Regions from separate parts of the Gossypium hirsutum genome. Here region 2 is linked to region 1. Evidence: chromatin contacts called from public Hi-C data. All regions are on one chromosome and are shown on one strand. Each heading gives the region's core, a stretch centred on a gene start, on an enhancer-like site or on the middle of the called end of the contact. The rest is flanking DNA. Distances are from core to core; before and after follow the strand shown.

The links. A called contact is a pair of places that touch in the nucleus more often than the background predicts.
Region 2: a contact with region 1 is called in a Hi-C map of leaf, with 1.7 times the contacts expected there. The contact joins the promoter of LOC107907939 here to the promoter of LOC107910037 in region 1. A contact is called at or near these places in 2 of 34 Hi-C or Micro-C datasets (both in leaf).

The regions. Positions count from the first base shown.
Region 1 is chrD02:54,654,412-54,657,354 of Gossypium_hirsutum_v2.1, forward strand. LOC107910037 (protein WVD2-like 7) reads left to right here and starts at 1,391. Exons shown (of 9, transcript XM_016837776.2): 1 at 1,391-1,761; 2 at 2,607-2,943. The coding sequence starts at 1,720.
Region 2 is chrD02:55,055,500-55,058,442 of Gossypium_hirsutum_v2.1, forward strand. LOC107907939 (beta-glucuronosyltransferase GlcAT14A) reads right to left here and starts at 1,485. Exons shown (of 4, transcript XM_016835236.2): 1 at 387-1,485. The coding sequence starts at 870.

The sequences.
Region 1 (2,943 bases), core at 141-2,640:
ATATAAAGATCCAGAAGAGAGAACAAATTACATTAGTAGTTTAGTTTGCAACCCCTACTAGATTAAAAAATAAACTTTCAATTGTTTTTTTTCCGATAGGCATATTACCCACGATATCTAATTGATTCTAATTTTCCGATAGGATAATAATCCATATATCTCTATTATGACAAAATTTTTAATTGAATTAATTGGATTTATTAATCAAATTTCAATTTCATTAGGTAATTATTAAAATTTCGTTCTTTTTTTTATAAAATAATTTATATTATTATGATGTGATTTGATTTGAATAAAGGGCACATTAAATATTAAATATGTAATTTTATAATTTTAATTAAAATATCAATTGATTTTTATGTTATATATATTTCTATATAAAGATTAAACGCTTTGATTTAATGAGAATATTAAAATGATTATAAATCTCATTTATATTAATTAAAATTTTTAATTATATATTATCTTATTTTTAAAAGGTTTTGTTATGTACTTATGATCATTAACTCGAGAATCAGATAAGGTCCAGGTCGCCCACCCGTGATCTGGAAGTTTGTAAAGGAAGTTTGCGGTCTCAGTTTACACTCACTTGGTGCTCGCAAGGGGAGCTTGTTGTCTCTGCTCATATATATCTAAGGAGCTTGCATGTGGGGTCACGAAGTCTAGTAAACAACCTAGAATAGTACACATGTCCTGTATGCATAGAGTCTACTAAGAAAATTAATTTTATAAACACTAACCATGTATATAAATATTCGATTGTCCCATTTAATGAGACGCAACAAAAAAAATTTACTCATCAAGTTTATATATTTTTTATACTACAATTAAATTGATTAAAATGATTTGATTCTAATTAAAAAAAAGAAACAAATATTGAATAAATAGCCACATGATGATGGAATTTTTTTTAACAAATATATAGCGGAAATTAAACTTAAAAGATTTCGATTTTATTATTTCAAAAAAAAATTACATGAAAAATTGTACATAAACAGTGGATTAATCTTATTAATCTCTTACAAATTATAATATAAAATAAGCTTTAAGTAACTTAAGAAAAAAATGTTAAAAGTATTCTCGGCCTTCAGAGACCCCATAGTGACCATAAGTCGTAAAAGCACTGCTGGGAAAGTCAACAACAGATAAATGAAGCTCAAACGTGGGACATTACCCAACACTTGCATTGCCAACCATACCAGAAAACGGTGTCGTTCCCAATCCGAATGCGAGCTTTCTCTAGATCTTCTTCCTCCTCTGAAGTCTGATCCATAATCACAGCCGTCCGATTATAAGTGCGGTGATGATCTGATGAGGACAAGACAAAAAGGACAACCAACCCCACATGATAAAAGGGTTTTTTTTAACGAAAATAAATAAATAATGATTGAATTGATGGATCAACCTTTTTAAGCTCTTCATTACGTTCACAAACTTTCTACTCTTACTACTATACACAAACAAATTCACAATTTTTATTCCTTTTTTTAGAAAGATCTGAAAATAAACGAGAAAAACAAACAAAACAAAAAAAAACCTTGGAGCTTTGGCTTTTTTTGTTTTTGGCGTGTTACTCGCAAAGCACTTTTAGTTAAGATTCGTGTATTACTGTTGAAGTTGTGAAGAAATGTGTTTTGTTTTGAATTTGATTGACTGGATCCGTTTGATACGCTGGGGATGTAGCTTCCTCACTCTTGAATTTTGAGGTAACTGCTGCGAATGGCGGGAGAGTTTCAAGAGCCTTTCAACATTAGTTTTCTGGTAAATTTTCTTGCTCTTTCTTTCCTTTTGGTTAGGTGTTTGGAATTTCTATTATGTGTTTCATCAATGGAATTATATTTGTCAACTGGATAATTGTTGTAGTGCTTACTGAATATTGTGAAACCGGTTTATGTTTAGAAATGGTGGAATCTCAATTTGTTTTTAACTAATGAAATGATAATCTCACTTATGAAGTTTAAAACAAGAAAAAAAAATTGTAGTGGTTGGTTCACTTCATTTGCAAAACGAACTTACTTCATGTTCATAGTTTGTACATATATATCCCCTTTTGGATGACTCAAGTTCATTTACTTGCTATTTAGGTTTCAGTTTCTCTAGTCCATATCTCGATTAGTTCTAGTTTGATCATGATCACTGTTTCCTATCTCAATTTTTGATGATATTATTGAATAAAATGTCATGTATTCACAAAAACATACATAATGTATCTCAGACAAAGAAATGCAATTGTTCTTAGGAGATGGTATGTATGTTAGCCATTAGTTTTGACATTAACTTATAATTATAGTATTAGATATGTTAGTTATTCTTTTTCAAACTTCAAATTATCTATGGAACCACTTTTGTGTCATTAGAAATGTCTACTATATTATTTTTGAGAAGTTGAAAATCTACAGAAGATTGTCTTTAGCTATAATGGCTTACGGTATCTCAAGTACCTCTACCAATGGGTATTTAAGTGCTGGTGAATTTTGATCTTGCTAACCATTTTTATGAGTTTCTGATCCATGAACTGGATCATAAAATACGATTTACTTTATTCTCTGATAACTTGTCCACCTATTTGATTTATTCTAACTCCACATTCTTTTCAATCTTGGCAGACAGAATCTTTGCATTCTGGTTCTATATCATTTGGCAGATTTGAAAATGAGCCCTTAGCTTGGGAAAGGAGATCCTCTTTCTCACACAATAAATATCTTGAAGAGGTTGAGAAATTCTCGAAACCAGGTTTAGTTATAGAGAAGAAAGCTTACTTTGAAGCTCACTTCAGGAAGAAGGCACTTCTTCTCCAAGGTTCATCCGAGGGCCAAACTGGAGGTGAAGATCAAACCTGTGAGAATGATGCCGTGGAGAACGAGGGTTACAGAGAATACCAAGTGGTTGAAAATCATGCTGCTGAGAACAAGCATTATGAAGAAGGATCTGATAGTTTAAGTA
Region 2 (2,943 bases), core at 235-2,734, 400 kb after region 1:
TGTAGGAAAGATTTAAGATTTAGAAATGGTGCACCAAATTTTGGCAGAATGAATCCAAGCAAAAGAGCAACTACAACTAGGAGTCAACTATCTATTGTGGTTAATTTATACTAATTTCCCAGAAAAAGCAACCTAAACCAATTCCGAACATTTGCCTAATCCTAGATCATAAAGAGCACCAAAATCAGAAAATCTCAAGTCCCATTTCGTATCAAACCGTATATTATGAACTGAGACAATGCAAATTCATCAAAATTTCAAGTAATTCCAATTAAATCAAGATCATGTATATCCAAAGTCAAACTGTTCTCTGAATTCACCTAATTACTCCATATAAAAGAAAAACAACATAAATAAATTTTAAAAAATGAACCCAAACTGCTTACCGTCTTGAGTAAGCAAGGGATAATCCAAAGCACTCAAAGCAATAAACCAATCCCAGCCAGGATCAACCTTCATCAAAATAGCGGCAGCGTGCAAAGTGGAAGCAATATACGAAGAACCCATATACGAAAACCGATCAGGGTTCCCTATAACATCTACATTTGAAAAGCTCCTAATAGCAGGCACAGATTTCAAAGCCACAACCAAACTATACCGTTCGCCATCAGTGGCATCAGCTCCAAGATGCAATACATAACGATTCCTGGGGTGATAGACAGCAAGGAGTAGCCTAAAGATCCGATCTTTATCACCTTTTCCACCAAATATATAATACCCAAAAGCTGGTGGATATGGAAGGCCGAGTTGGACCAGTGAAGGGAAAGGTCTAGGGGGGCTGAAAGGTGAGATCGAGTAAAGTACGAGGAGGAGAACGGAGAGAAATGTAAGGGAAAGAAGACTGAAAAACCATTTCCTTTCAGCTCCCATAACAATAGTGTTTTAAGGGTCTTCAAAAATTGTGGTAAAATTGGATTCAAAGATTGACTTTTGAGCATATGGTTTTGTTGAGGATCGAATGAGGAAATCCGGGTTGAATTTGGATTTTGAAGATGTTACAGGAGAAAGGTCGGATCTCTGGTTCCACAAGACTGAAAACCATTGATGATAAAATCTAGATCAGCACAGTAAAGCTCTTTTTTGTTTTTTGTTTTTTGCTCAATTCTCTCTTTCCCTCTCTCTCTCTCTCTCTCTATCTTGCTGTAATGCCAATCAAAATGATTATAGCATTTTCTTTTCACTCCTTTGCTCTTGCTTGTTTGTGTAAAATGTTCAAATCCTTGGTTTGTTTTGATGATGAAATGAATTTTTTTTTTCTTTGGAGGTGAAAGAATTAACTAGGGTTAGGGTTTTTTATTCTATTTTTTCTCTTTCAGGTTAGATTTGGCTTAGTTGGAGAGAAAGAACATTTGAAGTTTCAACCTGTGGATCTTCTGATCTGTACGATTTGATTTGTTTTTTCTGATAAGGTATAATAATCCATTTTACCCTCTAACTTTAAAATTATTTATTTATTTTAAGTGATAAATAAATGAATTAAAAATAAATTCAAAAATGAAAAGAAACGAAATAAATAAATAAATAAAATTGTAACTCTGTTTTTTCTTCTTTTGGGTGGGTCCAAAAAACACAAAACCATTTCACGATCCTGAGTTGCGCGTCAAGTAACGCGCTTCCGTGAAGGCAGTCCCTGGATTAACTTAATTTAAAAGGTACAGATCTAGAATCGCTAAACTCCTTTTAGAAAGGTGGTTTTCATAGTTCGCAACTTAGGGAAAATATGGATTGCGTCTTTGAATCAACTCTCCCTGCATGCGCTAAGCAAAGACGTGATATGATATGATGAAAATTGACCTACTCTTGGGTTTAGATAACGGTAGATGGCCGTCTTTCTTTCATCTTCCTACTGCTATATCCATATCAAACTTCATTCTGCTTCTCTTTAACCTTCTAGATGTCAAAGTTTTGAGGTTCTCTTCTAATTAATCTCTAAAATATTTGTATTCCATCAATTTAATTTTCAGTTTAGGATTAAAATGTCAACTTGATATATAAATATATTTAAAATATATGGATTAAATTTTAAATATATATATTGAACAAAAAAAACAAGTGTCATTGAAATTTAGGGGTTACTCTTTAATGGGTCGGGTCGGATTTACATTGGGCTTAAACATGATATTAACAATTATGTTTGCCCAAGTCCAACCCAACCCGAAATATAAGGCTAAAATTCTGTCAAGTCTATCATATTAATAAATGGCTAACCCAAACTTATTTTAGGTCTGCTCATATTAAAAAAAACTAAAATATATATTTATATTTATTAAAATTTTATATATAACTGGAAATTCTATCACACGTGTATGCATGCAGAAACTACAGATTTAGAACACAAATGTGTGTTTAAAAATAACATACAATAAATAATTAAACATAAAGTTTGAAACTAATAATAATAACAACACATATGTAATATGTACGCAATTAAAATAATAAAAAATTTAATTTACGAGTAAAAGAAAATTGAAATAGGTAAATAAATCATATTAAGAATATTAAATACACTCCAATTGTTTATTATGGTGTTGCCATTTTTTATAACACGTTAAAAAAAGATCAAGTTAGTGAGGAGAACAATCAATATTAAATTTCATTTTTAAAAAATTAAATATCAAGTTGAGTTGTGACGCCAACACAATCAGTGACATTATCTATACTGGAAATCTTATCACACGCGTATGTGCGTGAAAACTACATATTTTGAACGCAAATGTGTGTTTAAAAATAACGTACAATAAATAATAAAACGCAAAGTTTGAAAGTAATAATAATAACACATAGGCAACAGGTGCGAAATTAAAATAAAAATATCGCAAGTAAGAGCTCTTTCAAGTTGCTCCTCCCATGAAAACCTATGTCGAAACCATTTTCATGTTTTTTAAAAAAAAAACGGGGATTGACTTTTAAAATAAAATGGGAGTCGCCACCGATATTTTATTA